Linked DNA regions of Sus scrofa: region 2 is linked to region 1. Evidence: chromatin contacts called from public HiChIP or PLAC-seq data. All regions are on one chromosome and are shown on one strand. Each heading gives the region's core, a stretch centred on a gene start, on an enhancer-like site or on the middle of the called end of the contact. The rest is flanking DNA. Distances are from core to core; before and after follow the strand shown.

Region 1 (5,290 bases), core at 1,521-4,020:
AGCTTAACAATCACAACAGTTAACATTTTAGCATGTTTCCTTTCAGGCTTCCTTTTATGAATTTTTTTTTAACATCGTTGTGTTCATACTGTATACAGTTTTGTATCCTGTTTTTCTCTCAAGATTAAAACACAAGCATTTTCCTGTGTCACAATACTATTTGGAAGGCTAACCATACACCATTTTATGGTTTTGTCAAAATCCAAACGGATAAGTCAGCCATTTCTTAAAGTTGAACATTTAGGTTGCTTATAGTTTTTCCATATTACGAATGATTCTCTGGTGAGCATTTTAGTAATGAAATCTTCACTTGCATCTCTAAGCGTTGCCTTGGGAGAGATTCCTAGCAGTGGCATTACTGGACCAAAGAGTACGTTTCCAGACATAGGATAATGGATAGAAAATATTTTTATGGACAATGAAAGGTTATACCGGGAGTTCCTGCCATGGTGCAGCGGGTTAAGGATCCAGCCTTGCCTCTGAGGCAGTTCGGGTCACTGCGGAGGTGAGGGTTGATCCCTAGCTTGGAGCAGTGGGTTAAGGATCTGGTGTTGCCACAGCTGTGGCACAGGCAGCTTAGATTTGATCCCTGGCCCAGGGAACTTCCCTATGCTGTAGGTGTGGGGAAATAAGGGGAAAAAGGTTATACCAACTTCTACTCTCCTCAACTGGTGTGTGAAGAGTCTCCCAGGTCTCTTGCCAGCATTGTAGATTTGTCAATCATCCTTTTTTTTTTTTTTTTTTTTTTTTTTTGTCTTTTCCTAGGGCCGCTTCTACGGCATATGGAGGTTCCCAGGCTAGGGGTCAAATTGGAGCTGTAGCCGCTGGCCTACACCACAGCTCACGGCAATGCTGGATCCCTAACCCCCTGAGCAAGGCCAGGGCTCGAACCCGAAACCTCATGGCTCCTAGTCAGATTCGTTAACCACTGAGCCATGACAGGAACTCCCATCCTTTTTCCTCTTTATCCCTTCTATAGGAAGGTGCTAAGTGACAGTGTTAGCTCCATTTTTTCATTGCTATTGAGACGGAACATATTTCGTATGCTTATTCACCATAGGTATCCCTTCTTCCGTGAACTCCCTATTTCTTTCTTTGCCCACTGATTGACTAGACTCATGGATTTTCTTGTCAATCAAAATGAGACCAAACTCCTATAAGAGATTAACCCCTTGTCATTATTAGTTGCAAATGTAAATATTTTTTCACAAGTTTGTTGGTTTGTCGAATGTGGTGGTGTGGTGTGGTGGTGGTTGTCGTTTTTCAAAATTATTAGATTCTAATTGCAGCCGCGTGCCCTCAGTTTGAGCCTCTTCCCCCGTGATTAAAGTGAAGAGGTTTGACAAAAGATCTGGAAAGGCCATTTCAGCTAATCCTAAATTTAGATCCATGAAAAAAAAAAGTGTGTGGGCCCCACTTAAAGATTGTTCAGCTCATATGCACTTTAAAATGATTTAAGAAGGTGGGGTAGGGGGCAGGGATGGAAGCAGTTTGTGCCAGAAATTTTTAGAATTCTGAGGTAAGAAGCCGATTCTCTCCAGTCTCCTGCGTGTTGGGAGGGGGAGTAAATTATGTGCAAGCAGATAGAACTCCTGATGGAAAAGTACCCGCTCTGGGCTGCAGATGTGTACATGGGTTGGTTTTAATTATTTCCCCCCTCTCTCTATCCTTTCTTCAGCTCCGCTCCCCCTGCCACAATAAAGAGGGCGACCAGATTAGGACTCTGAAGGGTATAGACAGTCCTTTCTCCTTAAGGCCGCTCCTGTACAGCCGGTTAGTACATCAAAGGCCGGATGAAATACTGAGGAAACGAAAAGACCAAACCAAGGTTTCTTACAAACTCCCACCTTCCTTTGGGCTATTGCGACTGCCAAGGGTAGCTCGACCGAGTTCAAATAGAAGAACACTGCCAAACAGAGAAACTTTGGTCATTATTCTGAGAAAAAAAAAAAAACCCAGCATAATAGAACATTGTTGATGTGGGATTATTGAGCAAATCAGTGATTGCAAAAGGCTTTAGTCTTCCAAGAACGAACCCAAAGCAAATCGGGAGATCTGTTGAACTGTTTCCCCACATATTGGGAGAGTTGTCAGATGAACCCTGTGCACTGACTTTAGCTATCCCCACAGCATCTGGAGGGGAGTGGGGGATTGGAGAAAGGTCGTCAAAGAGGGTGAACGGGGGTTCCCAAGGTGGAAATGGGTGGTCTGGGGCTCTAGGATGGGAAAGGAACTCAAGGAGTGAGTTTCCTTGTCTCCCAAGAAAGCCTCGTGGTCCCTAGGGCTGGCCTGGGAAAGATGAGGCTTCGTAATGGAAGGCGGGGAGAGGCCTGAAGCAGGCGAAATGGAGTCGGTGTTTGGCTCGCATCAGGTGGCAGAGGGGGCCTCATGCAGAGCCGCGCAAAGCTCTGCATGAGCAAACTGGGAGTGCGGAGGAGGGTTGCGCGCTGCGTTGCGGTTAACTAGAGGCTGGCGTGAGGCTGGGGCTCGGCCTCGCAGGTAGAGCTGAGGGGTGTGCTCCGCAATCTAGGAGGAGGCTGGATCTGGCTGGGGGAGAGCAGCCACCATCCAGAGGCAACGCGGGGGGGGGGGTTCCGAACTGGGCTGCGCTCCACTGAGCGGCGCCGGGAGCTTCGGCCGCCGCGGGGAGGCGGGGCTGAGAGGTCCCGCCCGTCCAGCCCCGCCCCCGCCCCGCCTGGCTCCGCCTCCTCCGCTGGCTAGTCCTCATCCGCCTGGCCCCGCGCGCCACTAGCTCGCGGAGAGGGTGGAGGAAACGAGTTCCGGAGCCCTCCAACCTTTGCTCCAGCGATCATGGCTGCCGAGGATGTGGCGGCTACCGGCGCCGACCCGAGCGAGCTAGAGGGCGGCGGGCTGCTGCATGAGATTTTCACGTCGCCGCTCAACCTGCTGCTGCTCGGCCTCTGCATCTTCCTGCTCTACAAGATCGTGCGCGGGGACCAGCCGGCGGCCAGCGATAGCGACGACGACGAGCCGCCCCCGCTGCCCCGCCTTAAGCGGCGCGACTTCACCCCTGCCGAGCTGCGTCGCTTCGACGGCGTCCAGGACCCGCGTATACTCATGGCCATCAACGGCAAGGTGTTCGACGTGACCAAAGGCCGCAAGTTCTACGGGCCCGGTACGGCGGCTGGCCGCCGGCGGGGGGGGGGGGGTGGCCGCAGAGACAAAAGAAGGGGCCCCGGCACGGGGCTGAGTCCCGGAGAGGCGAGGGGGGAGCGAGTGCCCCGGGGCTGGGGGCGGAATGGCGGCGAGCCGGGGAGGGCGGGGCAGGGCGGCTCCCAGGGCGGGCGGGGGGCCAGAGGCGCCCTAGAAGGGCTGCGGGGCGAGTGGGGGACGCAGATTCCAGGTCCGTGCCGCCAGTCGGACCGGGAGGAAGAAGGTTGAAGCGCTTAAGCCGGGAGTGGGTGGGTGAGATCGCAGCGCTGGGAAGGCGGGGGAGCACAGCAGGGCGCAGTGTTCGGGGAGTTTCGAAGGTATCGGGTTTGGGGGTTCCTGGAAGGAGGGGCGGGTGTCGGGCTGGAGAAAGGAAATGAGGGTGTCTCGAGGGAGACGGGGGGGCGGGGAGGCGGGAGGAGGTCGGGAGGTCCAGCGTCGAAGGGGACTCGAAGGCCGGATGACGCCTGGAGTAGCCATGGTGGAATGTGAGGGTGTGGGGGAGAGAACGCGGAGATGGGATTGGCAGCAGGTAGGAGCATTGTGCGTGGCCGATGAGTGATGTGTGTGTGCGTGTTGAGTGTCCGTGGCTTGTCAGGCGTGTGTGTGCGCGCGCGCGCGTGCGCTGGGAACGAGGCATGGCGTGTGTCAGGTATGTGTGTGGCGTGTGTTTGATATGTGTGCGCGTGCTGTGTGTGGCAGACGGGGAGAGCTGGGAGGTGAACAAGGGAGGCCCCATGGGGGAAGGGAGCTGGATGAGGAAGGCTGAATATAGCGGCCGAGAGGAATGTGGCAAGGCGAGAAGGTAATACAGTATTACAGTCCATAGCAGGAGAGAAAGGACTAGAAGCCAAAAAAAAAAAAAAAAAAAAAATTAAAATGGAGGGAGGGAGGGAGGGAGAAGTGGGAGGATCCTGAGAAACAAAAGGGGTAGGGCTCTGAAGGCTGCGGGGTGTGGGGATTTCAGGAAAAGCCAACCCTAGGGGAAATGAGGGGTGGATGACGGCTGAGCTGTTGGAGGGGGGCAGGCTGGAAGGGGCCTTGGAGATGAGGCTTTGCCAAGCTTGGTTGCGGATCAGAATCACCTGATGCGCTTGAGGTACAATACAGATTCCCGGCCTGATCTCCACCACCGCGGAAGAGTCTGGTGGGCTCTGGTGGGCGGCGGGGGAGGTCCAGGAGTCTGCATTTCAACACTCCCACCCCCTAGACCAATGCCACAAGCATCCAGGTTTGGAAGGCCTGCTTTATACACTGTTTGGACCGGAGGAAGAAGAGATTTTTTAGCTCCTCCGATATGGACACCTCTAAAAACAAGGGGACCCAGGGAGTGTGTCCACTGGTCTGGGCACAGGGGAAGTGTGTAGAAGGCAGCCATCTTTCCTTCGGCCCCACTCAGACTTTGTTATTCTCTCCCAATCCAACTCATCAAAATCAGATGTGTTAAGGTTCTGAAGGAAATCTCCCACTTAGCAGTTTTTCCTTGTGGCAGAGATTCAGAAGACCTACTTTGTAGGCATGTAACTGTCCAAATCATTTGAAAAAACCACACCTATATTATTTGTCCCTGAAGTGGCACACCTGGAGGCATTGTCAGTAAACATGCGAGTGTAAATACCTGCCATTACGGAGCTACACCATAAATGACCTGATGCCTGGAGCAGCAGCATATGATGGTGGTTTGCAGAGTCATCGAGAAGAACCTAGGCCTGTGTACAGAGCACGACGCTGGGAGTGAGGCCGCCTGGGTTCTCCGCCTGGTTGGATCACTGACCAGCCGTGTGGCCTGGGGCAAAGCGCTCTTCTCTCTGGGCCTTCGTGGTCCCTCTTCAAAATGATAAGGATGGCCCGTTGTGAGCTCTCTCAGTCTCCACCTGCACTGTCATCCAGTGAGGCCATGCCTATGTGAGACTGTCACGGGGAAATGATACTTCATGTTATAAAGGATTCCCAAAGGTCATCATGTTTCATGACGTTGTTGTACGCAGGGCACTTTTGTGGCCTCTGGGAACAGAGCAGTGAACAGAACAGGCAAAGAGCTCGGCTCATGGAGCTTACACGCTAGTGAATGTACGTTCTGCTGAATAATATATTAATAATTAATATATAATAATAATAT
Region 2 (5,290 bases), core at 1,627-4,126, 130 kb after region 1:
TTTAAAAATATCCTTCCAGGAGTTCCTGTCATGGCTCAGTGGTTAGTGAACCCGACTGGCATCCATGGGGATGCAGGTTCAATCCCAGACCTCACTCAGTAGTTTAAGGATCCGGTGTTGCCATGAGCTGTGGTGTAGGTTGCAGACACGGCTTGGATCCTGCATTGCTGTGGCTGTGACACAGGCTGGTAGCTGTAGCTCCAATTCGGCCCCTAGCCTGGGAACCTCCATATGCTGCGGGTGTGGCCCTAAAAAGACAAAAAAATAAAATAAAATAAAATAAAATAAAAATATCCGTCCAGAGGGATTATCTCTTTTTTGCTTAGAAGGAAAGAAAGCAGGGAGGGAAGAGGAAAATCCCCATAAATGAATATTTGTCTGGGTTTGAAAAAAAAAATATGAGGAAAGATGCACACACACACCCAGCTCTTAACAGTGGTTGCTCTAACGTTACCTCAGAGCATGCGCAGAAAGACTTAACTTTAATACACTTCCGTACTGTTTTCCTTGGTACAACAAGTATATTCCACTTTTGAAATTTATAAAATTCCATACGGTTAAATAATAAAATGAAAAATCGAAGAGCAGAGATCAATATTGGCATAAAATAGCAAGATAAATTAGACTCTGAGAAGCATCAGCAAGTTAAACTAAGGTAATGTACTGAGAGATGATTTCACTCAGTGAGAAGAGAAACAAAAAATGAGAATTGGAGAATGAAAAACTGTTAGCATCTCCCAAGGCCTGACTAGGGCAGGAGGCTGCCTATTGGCTTGAATCTGCCAGCCACCCTTTCTCCTCATGTTACCACATCACTTCCAATATTATTTTACTTACTGCCTATTCTTTTAAGTTATACATTTATTTTTAACACAGCACCCCAGTTTCACATCATGTGCCTTTTCCAAAGGTGGAGATCCTTGCTATGCCCTTCATAGACTTTTCAACAAGTGTGAAAAAGAGGCAGTGAAGTCAGCTTGAGTCTACAAGTCACAATCCAAATAGAGGGCACCCTCAGAGACCGATTTATGTTTAAGATCAACCTACATAATACTCCCAATGCTTAGCAGATGAACTAGACTCTGGCTGAGTAAAATATGAACACACCTTGTCATGTTAGCACATTACCACAAAAAGGCAGAAGGCAGTCAATAAAGACTTTGCTGTTACTCATTTTACTGTTCGACGTCCCTGTTGTGAGAAAGTATACATTTTTACGTTTGAGGTTAAAATAGATCATCAACTCACGATGTCTCCGGGCCCCCAGCTGTGAAGACTAAAATGGCTCTTCTTGCCTGTGGCTCACTGAACACCCTGTTTGTGAAGACAAAAAAGAACAGCAGTGCTAAAGAAAGGGGTATATCTGTTCCCAAGGTGGATGCAGTTGAAACTCTCACACAAACTGCCTTAAAACCAAACCAAACCCAAACAACCCCCTGGAGTTAGTCTCTATACAACGTGGTTATTACATCAACTGTTCCGTTCCAGGGCAGAGCTCCCTGAAGGAGCTTTAGGATCTAGTCCTGTTGTCCAAGACGGTTTTAGGACAGAACTGGCACCTGAAGGTTGCTTTTCCGTAGTCCCCAAATTCCAATTCAATCCCCCCTTAAAGTCCGGTGTCCTCTGATCTTCAGAATCATAAACCTGCTCTCTCCAACCTCCCACAGCCGTGAAATGAGCTCACAGCAAGATGGGAGAATTCACAAAACAAGAAAAATGAGCATCCCCAGTGTTGAGCGCAGAGCAAGGCTTCTGTAACTGGAAGTCCTCTCAATCTAGACCCCGCAATGCCTTTTAGAAAAGGTTCCTTTATCATCCCGTATGTTAGTAAACGCAGAAAATAACGACATACAAACCTAACAGCAACTGCGTATCTGGGATGTCTGATACTAACAGACTGTTGGACCGCCTTTTCATCATTATTATTGCTATGGCTCTTTTAAAAGAGAAAAGAGGGAGAAGTGCGGAATTTTTTTAACTCATCAAAATCCTTCTTGGACTCTGACCAAATCACTCCTAGCCCTTCTTTGCCTCTGTTGTCCTGTTGACTAACAGAACCCCTGAAAATGTCCCTGCTCAAGTTACACTCTGCTGTCACAGAGCAGGACTTGCAGTGTCACTGTTAGTAGATGTTGGCCTAGATTTGAACCCTGACTGCCTCTAGCAGCTGTGTGATCTAGAGCAAGTCCATCTCCCTGTCTTGGTTTCCTCTTCTGAAAAATATCTAACCATAGCCAACACATCTATAGTGCTTACCTGAATCACTGTTCATTTAATCCTCACCACAACCCCGAGAGGAAGAAGTTATACACAAGCAACTGAGGCACAGAGAGGTTGAGTAACTTCCCCAAGGTCATACAGCTGGTAAACTGCAGAGCCAAGTCCAGGTTCTAACCACCACACCTACAGCCTCTCCAGTTGAGGACACACCTACTAAGGGCTGTTTTGAGGATTAAGCGAGATAATATATGAAAAGCCTAATACATGTCGTGTCTTATATCACGTGTATGTTATAGGCTTTTTTCCCTTCTGCACTGGGAAATCTATAAGGCTTTTTCTTGGGGCAGAAAAAAAAGAGGTTGGAGGGAAGAGAGCAGAGGCGAGGGGAGGAAGAGGGCGAAGTGGAACGTGGACAGGGAGAAAGGGGGCAAACGAGGCAGGGGGTGGGGGCGCTGAATATTCTAGACCCAAGAAATCGAGAGGGCTGGGCCTGGAGAGAACGCGAAGACTCTCTCAACTGTAAACAGAAACCTGCCTGAGAGCAGACCTTAAACCGGTGCGGCCTCAGCCTCGGGCCAGCTCGGCCCAGGCGGGGACCTGCTTCCCGTCCGAGCCGCGGGTCCGCCCCACGCCGGGCGGGGCCTGGCCCGCCCCTTGCGCCTGGAGCCCGGGAGCCCGGGAGCCCGGGAGCCCCAGGCCCGAGCCACGCGATCGGCCGCCGCCCGGGGCTCGGGCCGGGGACGCGCGATGGCGACCTGGCGGCGGGACGGCCGGCTGACGGGCAGCCAACGGCTGCTGTGCGCGGGGCTGGCGGGGGCGCTGAGCCTCAGCCTCACCGCGCCGCTGGAGCTCGCCACCGTGCTGGCCCAGGTCGGCGTCGTGCGCGGCCGCGCCCGGGGGCCGTGGGCCGCAGGGCTGCGCGTGTGGCGGGCCGAGGGCCCCCGCGCGCTCTGGAAGGGGAACGCGGTGGCCTGCCTGCGCCTCTTCCCCTGCAGCGCCGTGCAGCTGGCCGCCTACCGCAAGTAAGAGCCCGGCTGGGGGGGGGAGGCGGGGGCGGGGCCCGGGCCCTGGAGGCCGCCGCCGCGGGGGTGGCGCGGGGGTTCCGCCGCCGGGGTCTCGCGGCCTTGCGCCACCCGGGCGCCGGGATCGGGGCTGGCGGTGCGCCGCAACCGGGTTCCGGGTCGCGTGGGAGCCCCTCCGGCCAGAAGGCGACCTCTCTGGCCCCCAAAGCGCAGTCCCCAAGTCGTTCACCTTCTCTTGCGGTTCCTGCCCCGCCAGGAGCGGTTTGGTGAGGGCGCAGCTCTGGCCCAGAGAGGCCGACTGGGTGGGAGGGGCGAGGAGGTGGAAAGGGGCCCATGGAGATTGGGGGGGAAGGAGTGAGGAGATCTCCGGATGGTTAGCTCCTAATCCATCCCACAGTCCACCCATTTGGACATGTTGCCTTGGCTGGCTCAGGAGAGTGACCCTTCTGAAGGTGCGTGTATGGAATTCTGTGTGACCAAAGCCCCCAGAAGAACGTACTTAGTATAAGGGGCAGAGAGCCCAATCCATGGCGACAAAAAAGCCACGGAGTCCTGCTCTCCTCCCAAGAAGCTTGCCTTTAGGGTCCAACAGAGGCTGCAGCTTCCCCTCCCCAAACTGCAGACAACCCATCCCTCGCTGCCCGCTGGCCTCCTTCTTTGGGCTTTTAACACCTTCTCCCGCAACAGCTGCCTCTTAGGAAAACATCTAAAGATGTAACACAACTGGATGAGTTTGTGTTTTTGTTGTTGTTTTGGTTTTTTCCTTTTTTAGGGCTACCCTCACGGCATATGTAAGTTCCCAGGCTAGGGCTCCTGGAACTGGAGCTACGGGACTACACCACAGCCACAGCAATGTTGGATCCGAGCCACGGCCGACCTACACCGCCACTCCAGGCAACACCGGATCCTTGACCCACTGAGCGAGGCCAGGGATGGAACCCACGTCCTCATGGACACCAGTGGGGTTCGTTACCCCTGAGCCACGACAGGAACTCCCTGGATGAGTCTTAAAGCTTCCTCAGACCTCAGAGATATTTGCATTTTTAACTGGAAACAAAGCCTTAAAGAATGAGGTGGTAGTGATGGACTTTCAGGTTGAGATGTTTCTGTGTTCCTCATCCGGTGGGCACCGTGCCAACCCCAAAGAATGGCCTGAGCTCAGAGAAACAGCCCACCGTCTTGACCAGGTGCAATGGCCTGGGAAGCTAAGCGTCAAAGGCTTTTGCCTTTGGCTCTGGGAGGCCAGAGCTGGATATCTCACCTGGCAGCTGACCAGCCCGATGGAATCTTCCTTATCTCTGAGTCCTCCAGGCCTGCCTTCACCTCTGCCTGGGAATAGAGTTGCCTGCTCTTCTTGGGGAAGGGAGGGTACTGAGATCCTGAGGCATTTCTATCAAGGCTCACGTTCCTGCTCAGCCCCCTTGCCCTCAGCAACATCTGGCCTGCAGTCTGTAAACAGTTCTCTGAGTTTTAACGACTTAATTTTCCCCCACTTACTCTATTTTCCACCGAGTAGGTTGGAAATCTTTCTTTGGAATGTGTGCCAAGGGGAGGGAGGCAGGACTTCAAAGGCTGGTTCAAGTACTGTGGCTTTGCTGCTAACCTTCTAGAATATATACAGTCATCCCTCGGTATGGGGGGGCAGGGGGTGGGGAGACTTGGTTCCAGGACACCGCCCCTCCCCCCACCAACACCGGAATCCCCAAATGTTCACGTCTGTCAGATCAAATGCAGTAGGTATTTGCATATAACCTGTGAACATCCTCCTGTATACTTTAAATCAGCTCTGGATTCCTTATATATAGTACCTAGTTACAATGTAAATATTATGCAAAGAATTGTAAATGTAATGTAAATATTATGTAAATCATGGTTGACTGCAGCAAATTCAAGTTTTGCTTTTTGGAACTTTCTCGAATTTTTTTTCTGAGTATTTTCAATCCACGGTTGTGGAACCTACAGATGTGGAGGGCTGACTGCATATCACTGGATTTTTCACAGCTTTATTGAGTTATCATCGACATATAAAAACTGTACATGTTTGGGAG

Evidence for each region. HiChIP or PLAC-seq counts read pairs in DNA pulled down with a chosen protein or histone mark.
Region 2: an H3K27ac HiChIP or PLAC-seq map of alveolar macrophages shows a contact between it and region 1. The contact joins the promoter of SLC25A43 here to the promoter of PGRMC1 in region 1. A contact is called at or near these places in 2 of 47 Hi-C or Micro-C datasets (liver and skeletal muscle) and 1 of 2 datasets of contacts at active chromatin or transcription factors (alveolar macrophages).

The regions. Positions count from the first base shown.
Region 1 is chrX:97,732,632-97,737,921 of Sscrofa11.1, forward strand. PGRMC1 (progesterone receptor membrane component 1) reads left to right here and starts at 2,771. Exons shown (of 3, transcript NM_213911.1): 1 at 2,771-3,136. The coding sequence starts at 2,812.
Region 2 is chrX:97,865,928-97,871,217 of Sscrofa11.1, forward strand. SLC25A43 (solute carrier family 25 member 43) reads left to right here and starts at 2,877. Exons shown (of 5, transcript XM_001927589.4): 1 at 2,877-3,242. The coding sequence starts at 2,968. AKAP17B (A-kinase anchor protein 17B) reads right to left here. Exons shown (of 7, transcript XM_021080242.1): 1 at 3,472-5,290; 2 at 1,249-1,314.